Linked DNA regions of Pan troglodytes: region 2 is linked to region 1. A link is a contact called in public capture Hi-C data. All regions are on one chromosome and are shown on one strand. Each heading gives the region's core, a stretch centred on a gene start, on an enhancer-like site or on the middle of the called end of the contact. The rest is flanking DNA. Distances are from core to core; before and after follow the strand shown.

Region 1 (6,713 bases), core at 615-3,114:
CCTCAAAGGTTTTAAATGTTTACATGCAGCCATCTCTAGAATGTCAAATGGTCTGTCTTCAACTGGAATGACAAGAACTGAAAGGAATCTGCAACCATGGGGACACCATAACCTATGAATGACGTGCTGAGGCGAGAAACCCAAAATGATGGTAACAGAGTGGCACTAAGGCCCAAGTTTTAGTCACACTCTCACCTAAGTGAGAACCTAAGTAAAATTTTTAAACAAAATCATGAGGAGCCATTGTTTTGGAGCTTATGCACTAGGCTCCAACAGACCAAACCAAACAAAAATGGAGTCGCTTGTGCTAAATGTGACATAATCAAACTAAGACTTTAAGGAAACACTTAGGTCCTAGAACAGACCAGGTTTTGTTTTTCTCTCTCTATAGGATGTTCCAGCATAAGGAGCTACCTTCTACTCAGCCCTTGTTCCTACCTTAGCAAAACTCACTGTTCTACTGTTCCCCAGTGGGCTTCAAGGCTGAATAGTACATTTACCTTGGTGATAATGACATCAATGACTAAAATTTTGGTCAATCTCTGAAAATTGAGAAAATGACTAAAAGGGGAGAATTGTTAAGGTTAATTAAATATGGCCTGAGAAGGACTCTGTACTTCTATATTTGAGTCCTTGTGGATGAACTGTAACCTAACTTAATAGGTAGACAAGATTGAGAACCGAACATAAGAATATGCGCCTGTAACAATAGCTGAGACCTGGCCAATCCCAGCAGCCATTCTTCAACCATTCATGCACTGCTGAGTGTTCAAACGGTGTTCAAATAAGGCAAACACCAACCTGTAACCAATCCAGCTGTTCTGTACCTCACTGCTGATTTTTGTACGTCATTTCCCTTTTTTTGTCTATAATTTTTTTCTGACCACAAGGAAACCCTGGAGTCTCTCTGAGCCTGCTGTGATTCTGGGAACTGCCCAATTTGTGAATGGTTCATTTCTCAAATAAACTCTTTTAAGTTTAATTGGCTGAAGTTTTTCTTTTAACAGTTGTATAATTTACACAGTTTCCAAATTCGCACTACTATAAATAAGTGTACAATGAATATTCTGTTTTCTTTTTTCTTTCTCTTTCTCGTTCCCTTTTTTTTTTTTTGAGACAAGTTCTCACTCTGTCACCCAGGCTAGAGTGCAGTGGTGTGATCTCAGCTCACTGCAGCCTCGACCTTCTGGGTTCAAGTGATTTTCCCACCTCAGCCCCCAAGTGGTTAGGACTACAGGCTTGCACCACCATACCTGGCTAACTTTTGTATTTTTTGTAGAGACTGGGTTTTGCCATGTTGTCCAGGCTGGTCTCAAACTCCTGAGCTCAAACAATCTGCCTGCCTTGGCCTCCCAAACATATATTCTTGTTGACTTATTCACTTCTAATCTTACAACAAATTCCTACATATAAAGTGATCATATGACATTTTGAGGGCTTTTGATGAACACTGCTGAGTTGCCTTTCCCAAGGACTTTCCTACCTGTGGGGGATAAGGGGTGGGGGTGAGGCAGGGGAGGCTCCTAAAATCTTGCCAGGCAATGGCTACAGCTTCTGAGCCTCCCCTGTAGAGGACCATTCTGTAAGGGCCTCTCAGGGGTGGATCTGTCTGAGGCACTTGGAGAGGAAATCAGCAGCCCCGTGTCAAGTTCATTGCTTCACATCTTTCCTCTTGGGGCTTTCCTTTCTTCCTCACCCGGGCTGAGCTTTCTGGGTCTGGGTCTGCAGGATGGGGTTGGTGGGGTGGGAATGACCCACTTCTTCCCGTCTCAGGGAGGTCTGACCTCCCTGGGCAGCACAGGAAGAAGGCAAGCCTGCCTGGAACCCCCAATAATTAGGAACCACTGCCATCTAGTGTCGGCATTGCTGTGAAGATTTAAATATTAAAACCCACTCCAAGCCCTGAAGAGCACCGCCTTCCCCATGGGCACCCCTCAGGGACCCTACAGGCTACAGCAGTGCAGGCCTGAGCTAGAAAATGCTCATTAGGAGAATTAAACATCTGGGGAAGGATTATGAAAATCTAATTTAGAATGGCTTGGGACTGCCAGAGAGGAAGTGGGGAGTCCAGAGAGAAGACTGAAGAGAAATTTTCTTGAAAGATAGATCACATTAATTAGAGGGTGGCAGCAAATCTAGCGTTAAGGAAGAAACAAGTATCTGGGGAAAACACTTCTTGGGGATGCCTAGGAGGTGTACGGAATCTCCCATGAGTCTCAAGACGGACCCGAGGCTTGCAGAGTTAAAAGAGCCCTCCCAGCTCACTCAGCCCACTTGGGAAGAGCCATTGGTGCTGCTGTCCCCAGGACTCTGCTCTGAGACCTGCCCTGCATTCCAGCCTGGGCCCTGCTCTGAGACGCAGCCTGGGTTCTTCTCTGAGATCTGCCCCATGTTCCAGCCTGAGCCCTGCTCCAAGATCTGCCCCGTGTTCTAGCCTGGGCCCTGCTCTGAGACCCACCCTGTGTTCCAGCCTGGGCCCTGATCCGAGCTCCAGCCTGGGTTCTTCTCTGAGACCTGCCCTGCGTTCCAGCCTGGGTCCTGCTCTGAGACCTGCCCTGTATTCCAGCCTGGGTTCTTCTTGGAGACCTGCTGTGTGTTCCAGCCTGGGCCCTGCTCTGAGACCTGCCCTGTATCCCAGCCAGCGTTCTTCTCTGAGACCCGCCCTGTGTTCTCTACTGGGTTCTGTCTCTCTGACTCAAAATGGCGGTGGTAGTGCAGTTTCTTGGGCGGCGGGGGAAGAGGTTAGAGCTGTTCAGCCCTCGGGCTGCTGACACCACTGTGGGCTACAGGGGCAGCTTCACTCCGGGGGTTCAAACCCCATTTCAGCCACCTTTTTATTTGTTGTGGAAACTTAGGTAATTTCTTAAACCTCTCAAAGACTCAGTGTAATAGGGTGAATAGTGACTCTCAAAACCCATCTCCACCCAGGACCTCAGAATGTGACACATTTCTGTATTTGGAAATAAGGTCTTTGCAGATATAATTAGTTGAGTTCATCCTGGATTTGGGTGGGTCTTCAAATGTGATTTATAAGATGACGGAAAGAGACGCAGAGACACACAGAGGGGAAGCCCGTGTGCAGGAGGGGCTGGAGTGATGCGTCCACAAGCCGAGGAGCCGAGGGATTGCTGGGAGCCACCGGAATCTCAGAAGAGGCAAGGGAGGATTCTTCCCGGGAACCTTGAGAGGGGGCATGGCCCTGCTGATGCCTTGATTTGGAGCTCTTGGTCTCCAGAACCCTGACAGAATACATGTCTGCTGTTTTAAGCCATGGGTTTATGGTAGTTTGTTAGAGCAGCGGTGGAAACAAATACACCTAGTTTCCTGAGAAGCAGAATGGGGATAGCACCACCTTGGAGGTGCTGGCGATGAAGCCACGCATTATTTCATGAATGACTGGGAAGTCACCTCCCATCGCTGGGCCACAACGGCTAGATGGTGGAAGGCCCTCACTTTCTGCCAGGTGCATGGTAACCACTTAACAAACGTTAGCAGTCATCACTTGGGCTGGTTCTTTGCTTTTGAGGGTCTGCATGGAGACAGCCTGGTCCTGGGGACTTCCTCCCCTTCCATCTTAGGTAGCATCCCTGTAGCCCTTCCACTCCTCACCCGGTTAGCAAATCCCTCAGGCCAACACCCCTCTGGCACCGGGGCACCTTGATGGCCCTTTCATCCATTCCTCAGTGCACTGCTGCCCTGGGGAACGTGGCCTCCTTTCAGCTCCTCAACCACCCCTGAGGTCCCAGGGCACCCCCTCCCTGGGGCTCCTCCAAATGCTGCCTTCCCATCTCTCCTGAAGGGCTGGTGGACATTCTACCTGCATTATAGACTCTGGCTGGCTAGAGGGGACCCTGGGAGCAGTGCCCCATCAGTATTTCAGTGAGTAGCTGACACCCACCACATGGCCAGGACCCGGCCACAGAGGGACTGGAGCAGCCCTGGAGGTTAGGCTGCGTTCCATTCCCACTGAGCCCTGTCGTCCACATCTGAAATGAATCCCAGTGTCTCAGCCACAGCCAACCCCCTCACAGACACCCACACTGTCCCCTCGGAGTGGAAGTCAACTCCAATACCTGCTTCCAGACAGTCTCAGCCTCTGCCCCCGGCTCCCATCTCTGTCACCAGGTGAACACCTTGCCCACACAGTGTCATCTGTTTCCTGCAGGCAGAGCAATACCAGACATAGGATAGATGTCATGGAGTCCAGAGTCTTCTCCGTGGGTTTCTGAGGCTGCCACGGAAACAGGCATTGGGAGCTGAGTGAGTCAGGGTATAACATGTTTACGCAGCACCTCCCATGTGCCAGGCATAGTGCTATGTTATGGGATTTTAAAAATAAGTGAGAATCTACTCTGTTGCTTTGCTGGTGTGACTGCCAAGTTGACCTCCATCTCTCCTTTCTGTGTGAAAAGTTCTAGGAGCTATAATTTTAGAAACTCAATGGATTACAAAATAATTTTACCACTGACCATCTATTAAATACCTGGAAAACTTCACAGCTTCAGGCTCACTGGCATGAGTCTTTCTGTATCCAAGAGGTGGAGTTTATATGTCCTTTTTAGTTCAGGTGGTTTTTAAACATGTCTAAGAATTCTTTTATACTCCTTCTATCAAGTGTTGGGGGGGTCTATGTCTCCTCCCCTGTGACTTGGTTAGCTGGGGCTGCCAGAAAAAAGTACCAAGGATGGAGTGGCTTCAACAGTAGAAATTTCTCGCAGTTTTGGAGGGTGAAAGTCAGAAAGTTCTGGAGGGTGAAAGTCACACCAGCATGGTCAGGTTCTGGCGTGGGCCCTGCCTGGCTTGCAGACAGTGGTTTCTCGCTTTTTTCTCACATGGCTGAATGAGAGAGAGAGAGGGAGCAAGCTCTGTGGCATCTCTTTATAAGGGCACTGATCCCATGATGATGGCCTCACCCTTATGACCTCATCCAAACCTAATTACCAAAGACCTTTACAGAGTCTACGTAAGAACCCCATGGCAGGGTCTAGCCAGTTCCCAGAGCTGCATGTGGGACATAATTATAACAAATGATTATTATGGTTTATGCTACATGGTCATAGATACCTAAAGCAGCAATCTCCGCTGGCTGTTTGTTTAGCTAAGGCCCTTTCTACCATATCCTGACTTGAGTGGGAATGCTCCCTGCACCCCTGCATGCCTGCCTGCATTGAAAGAAAGGGCTGCAACTTTGTGTCCCTTCACCAGGCTTACACTTAGCCTCAGCGACAGTCAGATTGTGAAGCTCTTTGTCTGTAGCCATGGTTCTCAGCCGCAGCTGTGTATTAGAATCACCCGGGGAGATTTTCAGAATTCTTATGCTTAGGTTACAACCCAGACCAGTTAAATCATAATCTTCGTGAGTGTGGCCCTGAAATCAATATTTTTCAAAGCTCTCCAGGGATCTGAATGTGCAGCCCAGCTAGAGAATGACGGAGAGAGTGGGTGAGGCTCAGGCCCACCCTGCTGTAGAAGGGCAGCCTCCCCCACCACCAGGCGCAGTGATGCCAGCACCCCCTCTCTGGAGGGGCACTGGAACTCTCACAGGGGAAATAGAAATTTGGGCACAGGGATCTATTTACTCTTCTCTATTTCGCGTCAGTGAAGTATGTCATACCTGAACCAGCTTATTCTTTTACCTAATGCCCTCCTCTCTTTTTGTCATACCCAGTACCCGTTTCCTTTGGGAAGGGTCTTCTGATCATTCCAGGTGTATCAGTTGTCTTTCGCTGCACTACAAATTACTGCAAAACTCAGAAGGTTAAAACTGCAATAAACATGTATTGTTTCATCCCATTTTGTGGGTCAGGAATTCAGGAGGGCTTAGCTGGGTGGCTGTGACTTGGAGTTGCCATTCAGATGTCAGGGAAGAGTGTAGACACCTGAAGGCCTGCCTGGGGTTGAGGGAGCCACCTCCCTGGTGGGGCACGCATGTGTCTGACACGTTGATACTCGCTGTTGACAGGCAGCCTTGGTGCCTCACCATGGGGGCTTCTGCACAGGGTTGCTCAGTTTCCCCACAACGTGGTGTGTCAGAGCTTGCAATCCAGAGAGACAGAGGGGAAAGCTGCAGTGTCCTTTTATGACCTGACCTCATAACCCACACATGATCATTTTTTCAAGATTCAACTGGTACACAGGCCTGGTGTACTCACTGTGGAGGGGGCTCCTCAGGGGCATGGTGGGAATCCCTGGGGGTCATCCTGGAAGCTGGCCCTCCCACCAGGCCCGAGTCACCTCCCTCAGATCTGCTGTCTGCACCAATAGAATCCTATGAGAAACTTCTAAGAGCAGAGATTCCCAGATGCTCTGATTCCATCAGGCCTAGAAATCTGTATTTTAAAAGGTTCTTAAAGCAGTTTCGGTGATCACATGGGAATCTATAACTGTAGAGTTTTGGCACTCTGTGTCTGGCCAGGTAGGGTCCTTTTTGGCTTCTTCTGCCATAGGCCGGCCCACATTAGGGGAACCCTGCAGTCCAGAAGAGGGGCCTGGTGTTCTTTCAGGAGCAGCCATTGCATCCTTTGTTCCTTTTCTGGCCGCGCCTGTGTTCCTTTCTTGTCACAACCATGTATGGCCAGCAACCGTGTGTGGCTGCGAGGACATGGGGCTGTGCAGTGGGAAGGGAAAGGGATTTGGGTACCCCTGACTCTTTCCATCTGGAGAATAAAAGTTTTGCAGATGAGCTGGGGAATCCTCTATGTTCTGAACCCTCT
Region 2 (6,002 bases), core at 3,239-5,738, 120 kb before region 1:
ACAGAACGTCTCAGGGTGACATGTTAACACCACACAATGTCTTTAAAGTGACATGTTAGCACCACATAAATCCGCATATTGCTAAAGTCTGAGATAGAGAACCCGCCTCTGGCCACTGATTTTTCACTTGGCTTTAATTGCACATGTCAGGGGTGACGTAAAGTACTCTCAAAACTGAAATAAAATATTGCATTGCTTTAAATTCTCATCATTCCATAAGCACCAAAGTTTACAACATGACATCTCCTACAGAATGAAATAAAAACCTCATTTCTTCAACAAAAAGTTAATTTTATTAAAAACGAAGGAAAGCTAATTTAAGGAATATCAATACTTCTAAATTTCATTGAAATAAAACTATACTTAGTAGAAAATCTTTAGGTGTTTTTCCTGATACACACTTAGAGAATATATTAGCTTTTTAAAAACTATAGGTCATGAAGTTTATTTCCAAAAGACTACATGGTACTTTTAAAGTTACTTTCTTACAGGTAATCAATATAGAACCACTTTAAAATGTCAAAAAATGTTGAGGAGCTTATCTCAAAGACCAACAGATCATGTCGTTCCTAGGACACAACTGAGTTCCTTTTTGTTGTGGTGGTTGTTAGCTGCTTATTCATATTACCACAGTATTTCTAAACAATCCATGCATGGCTGTGCCCTGAGTTACTGATTCTAGGTTTCCCCTTGTGGCAGATGAGGGACACTTTCCTTCCTCTGATCTTCCCAAGAGAATTTCACTCTGGTCACCATTTTTAGTTTCACTCTGGTCACCATCCATAATCCTGTGTTCTTTACAGACTATACTATGCAAATATTGTTTGCTCCTGAAACAGGAAATACAATGAATTACAGATATTCTTTTACACCTTTTAGTTTTTCCTGGAGTAACTTTCTCACGTTTTATTTGCTTAGTTTTCTTTAAACCAGTACCTAAGCTTTTTCATACCCACCAACAGCTCTGTAAAAAGTCTCTCGATAAGATTTTCCACATGGTCAAATCTACTATGACTTTGTTTTCCCTGGAGGCGACTCTCCATAATTGGCTGCTTTCCAGGTCTTCTGTGACACTGCTGTCCTGGGACTTGCACCTGTCAACTTCCTGGGGATTCTGCTCCCCTGTCTTGTATGGGAGCCCCTCTTCCCTGGATCTGATCCTCCTTCTTAGAGTACTCCCTTGTTGTGGTAGACACCACACTCCAGTAGCTTCCTGAGATGAAGTACAGGGAAATTAAATTTGGGGGACAGGATGTTTTAAACAGTCTTTGCTCTACTCCACATTTAATTGGTAACTTTCTGGGCAGAACGCAACGTTAGAAATCATTTTTACTCAAAACTTGGAAGTTGGCCGGGCACGGTGGCTCACGCCTGTAATCCCAGCACTTTGGGAGGCCGAGGCGGGCGGATCATGAGGTCAGATCGAGACCGTCCTGGCTAATACGGTGAAACCCCATCTCTACTAAAAAATACAAAAAAAAAATTAGCCGGGCATGGTGGCAGGTGCCTGTAGTCCCAGCTACTCAGGAGTTGAGGCAGGAGAATGGCATGAACCCGGGAGGCAGAGCTTGCAGTGAGCCGAGTTCGTGCCACTGCACTCCAGCCTGGGCAACAGAGCAAGACTCCGTCTCAAAAAAAAACTTGGAAATCATTTCCATTTATCTTTTAGCTTCAATGAAACTGTTGCAAAGTCCAATGTCATTTTTGGACTTTGTACATAACCTGTTTTTTTCTTTTCTTTTTTTTTTTTTTGAGACAGTTTCACTGTGGCCCAGGCTGGAGTGCAGTGGCATGATCTCGGCTCACTGCAACCTCCACCTCCTGGGTTCAAGCAATTCTCCTGCCTCAGCCTCCCGAGTAGCTGGGACTACAGGCACATGCCACTACACCCAGCTATTTCCCGTCTAATGTTTTAAGCATTGTCTCTTTATCCCTTTATCTTAAGCTTTCACAATAATGGGCATGATGTGGATTTGTCTGTCTGCACTCATTGTGTAGGAACCTGGTAGGTCTTTCCAATATGCAACTATGTCCCTCATTTCTTTTTTTTTTCTTTTTTTTTGAGACAGGGTCTCACACTGTTACCCAGGCTGGAGTGCAGTGGCGTGATCTCGACTCACTGCAATCTCTGCCTCCCGGGTTCGAGCGATTCTCCTGCCTCAGCCTCCCAAGCAGTTGGGATTGCAGGTGCCCGCTATGAGGCCCAGGTAATTTTTTGTATTTTTTTAGTAGAGACGGGGTTTCACTGTGTTGGCCAGGCTGGTCTCAAACTCCTGACCTCAGTGATCCGCCCGCCTCGGCCTCCCAAAGTGCTGGGATTACAGGCATGAGCCACTGCGCCCAGCCTATGTCCCTCATTTCTAGAGCATATTTTTGTGTTATTTTCCTCCCTCCTATTGTGTGTTCTCCCTCACTAGGTCTCCCACTAGTCACATGCTGAACCTCCTGGATTAATCCTCTTTCTTACGTTTTCCTCTCCCATTGTCTATTTCTGCCTGCTTTCTAAGATATGTGACTTTGCTTCCCATTTTCATGAACTTATTAAAAATTCGGCTATTATATATTTTATTTTCAAGAGCTCTCTTTTTCCCTCAAATGTTTGTTTCTTGGATGCAACAGCTTCTCTTATTTCCCTGAGGATATTAATTATGAATTACTATTTATTCGAAGCTTTCTTCCACTTCCTGCTTTCTCTTTGTTTTTATTTCTACTTGTTCAGGTCTCCATCTTTCAAGCTGGGGCTTTTCTGCCATGTCCGCTCATCGGCTACTGGTCTGTGCTCACGCATAAGGCACAGCTCCTTGCTGTCCTCAGTGCACCGGAGGGGCTGCGGAACGGTGGGAATCACTGTGGAGTGGCTGGATGGGGGATTGCCAGGGGTCTCCAAAGAAGCAGATCAACGGGATGTATAAAAGTAGAGAAAGAGATTCACTCCAAGGAACTGGCTGCAGAGGCTTCATGAGTCCACAAACTGCCTGGGGTGGCCAGCAAGCTGGAGACTCAGGAAGGAGCTGCAGCTGGAGTCTGAAAGCAGAGTGCTGGAGAATCCTCTCTTGCCTGGGGGTCCAGCATTTTGTTCTAGTCAGACCTTCAACTGATCGACAAGGCCCACTCACATCCTATGGGGCAGCTGGCTTCACTCAAAGTCCACCAACTTAAATGTAAATCTCATTCAAAAACACCCTCAAAGAAACATCCAGAATGTCTGACCACATGTCTGGGCACCAGGGCTCAGTCAAGTTGACACATAAAATTAACCATCATGGATGGCAGACTAACTTTTTAATGGGGGCTTTCAAATACCTGTACTTATGAAACTTTTATCTGAGCTACTTGTTTCTTCAGAAATGTGACTTCAAGCCCCGAGTGGGGTGGAGGTGGTGCTGCCCCTTGGGGTGAGGGAGAGGTGACGGTGCCTGAGGCTGGCGGTGACAGAGAGGCAGTCTCACCCTGGACCATGGACACTCACTCTCGCCCCCTATTTTTAGTTCTGTGCTTCACTCCAACTCTCTTCTACATCTGGCTTTCCTGAATTGAAAAGAGCCTAGTCAGTTTTTCCAGACCTAACTCCTTTTGTCTCCAGCACGAGTTGAAGGATAGGCAGTTCCCTCCCTGTGCTGGGTGCAGGTGCTCACAGAGGTCCAACCACTGCACATGCTCAAAGAAGCCTCCTGTGCCAGAGTCCCCCAAGCCCACGTATGGCAATGCCTACTGGGGACACGGCACTTTCCCCTCCTGAGTTCTGGGGTTCTGTAGAACAAACTGACTTGCTTCTCGTGGGCACCCTCCCCCTCGGGCACTGACGCCATCTTTCATCCCAGCAGGTCAGCTGTCATTCTTTTGCCTGCTTCAGTTCACAGGTTTGCAGCTGGAGCTCCAGATGTCCCCTAGCTTCATCAAAGAACTTCGGTTTCTGTTTTGTTGTTTTTCTGGTTGTTCTGAGATTATTTTCAAGAGGTGAACTGTTTTTATTCTGCTATCATGAAAGTGGAGTTCTTTTTAAGTGATATTTTAAGAGTTTTTGCATATATTGTTCTGATAGCCTTCCAACGACACCCTCCAGTTGAAACTACCACTTTTACATGACTAAACTACTAGACAATGAGAAATAAGAACCAAATTCTAAGCCCCCAACTCACTGAGCAGACCCTTTCTTGGCCAAGGAAGCCTGAGGCAACCTTGAAGCTAAGCTCCCAGTCATGACAGGCTAAGAGGTGGGGCTCACCCTGCTCTGCCCGTCCCCTGCTGACCCCATGAGGCTTTCTGCCCTAAGGGCTAAGCGGGAACCAGATCTTTCAGCCGACTCTGCACTGCCGGCGACAACCACCTGACTGCTCCCCCATCTTCTGTGGCTTCAACAACCCAAGCAGCCAGCACTTGTTCCTGAGAAGGCACCAGGGACGCTCTGGCCAGCCTATGAAGGACATGCAGGGAGGGGTTTTGTTCCTCTGCTTCACCTTTTGACTCAGAGGGTGGAAAATGCTACCCTTGGATCCCGCTCGTGCCACCATTTTCTGAACATGGATCTCAAGAAGGAGCACGAAGTCCAAGTCTGCAGGCACACACTTCTCTAGCAACTACTCCACTCCTCCTGCAGCTCACCGACACATACATTCGGCCACCTGGCTTGGCATATGTTCCTGCTCCCTTTCCACTCCCTCAGAATATTTCTGGCTTCTAGCCCAAGGCTACGTATGATTAGCTGCAGGCTGTAACCCTGTATGAGAAACAAAGCCCTCCTTTCCACATTTCTGAACCGTCGTTCTGCACTGACAACAGCCACGAACCGTGCAGCAGGGAAGAGATGCGGGCAGCTCCCCAGCAGGCTCTACCACGCCACTGCCTAAGAATCTTGAAAGAAAACCTGGCTCAATCTCTAAGTCAAGTACTTACTACATAGTGTTCCAAGTTCCTCACTTTAAAAGAAGATCAATGGAGTATTTTATGATCTGTATTCCTCCCAAGGAAGTCCATAATATACAGCAAAATCAGCCTAAACACATGAAAGACACTGGCATGGTTCTCACATTACTATGTTCCCCTAAGGGAATTAGCATTAAAAAAAAAAAGTTCCGGCCAGGCATGGTGGTGGACGCCTGTAATCCCAGCACACTCGTGGGGCTGAGGCAGGAGAATCACTTAAACCCAGGAGATGGAGTTTGCAGTAGGCAGAGATTGTGTCACTGTACTCTAGCTTGGGCAAGAGTGAGACCCTGTCCCAAAAAAAAAAAAAAAAAAAAAAAAAAAGTTCCTGAACCACTGTTAAAACATTTTCCCGGGAAAATACAGAATACACTATGATAGATAATTTTATGTGTCAAATTAAACATGGTGTCTGGGTGTGTCTCTAAAGGTGTTTCCAGTTGAGATTAGCATTGAACGGTGTGGACTCAGTCAGGCAGATGGCTCTCCCCAAAGTGGGTGCACCTCATCCAGTCCCTCCAAGGCCTGAACAGAACCAAAGGCAGAGAAAGAAAACATCTGTTCCTTCCTGCCTGCCGGCTTCAACCAGGGCAACAGTCTCCTCCTGCCCTTGGACTGGGATTTGGCTCCCCTGGGTCTCAGTCTTCTGACTCGGAGTGGAGTTACAGCCCTGGCATTCCCAGGTCTTAGGACTGTAGATGACAGATGATGGGGCTTCTGGGACTCCATGGTTGCGTGAGCCAATTCCTTTAAGAAATCCCATCTCATATATAATATTTATCTCCTATTGGTTGTTTCTCTGGAGAACCCTAACACATACACAAAATCTAACTGTTCAAAATAACAGTGCCATTTTTAAATGAGGTATGGAATTCTGGTTACTTTGAAAGCGTGTACCTGCATCATGAAGAAAATTCACAAGCCTGTAATCCCAGTACTTTGGGAGGCTGAGGTGGGTGGATCACCAGAGGTCAGGAGTTCGAGACCAACCTGGCCAACATGGCGAAACTCCATCTCTACTAAAAATACAAAAATTAGCCAGGTGTGGCAGTGCATGCCTGTAATCCCAGCTACTCAGG

Evidence for each region. Capture Hi-C pulls out chosen DNA fragments and counts their contacts.
Region 2: a contact with region 1 is called in a capture Hi-C map of stem cell-derived neural stem cells, with 3 times the contacts expected there. The contact joins two enhancer-like sites. A contact is called at or near these places in 3 of 7 Hi-C or Micro-C datasets (blood, induced pluripotent stem cells and a lymphoblastoid cell line) and 1 of 1 other capture datasets (stem cell-derived neural stem cells).

What each region holds. Positions count from the first base shown.
Region 1 is chr6:61,050,997-61,057,709 of NHGRI_mPanTro3-v2.0_pri, reverse strand. No RefSeq gene overlaps it. Among named protein-coding and RNA genes, the nearest start is that of LANCL2, 87 kb to the left of the region's middle. Within about 2 kb of position 1,864, at least 3 of the 24 cell types and tissues checked have an H3K27ac peak or open chromatin away from gene starts, as enhancers often do. A contact at or near this core is called in stem cell-derived neural stem cells, where this site is marked.
Region 2 is chr6:61,178,182-61,184,183 of NHGRI_mPanTro3-v2.0_pri, reverse strand. All of the region lies in intron 5 of LANCL2 (LanC like glutathione S-transferase 2), which reads right to left. Among named protein-coding and RNA genes, the nearest start is that of LANCL2, 40 kb to the right of the region's middle. Within about 2 kb of position 4,488, at least 1 of the 24 cell types and tissues checked has an H3K27ac peak or open chromatin away from gene starts, as enhancers often do. A contact at or near this core is called in stem cell-derived neural stem cells, where this site is marked.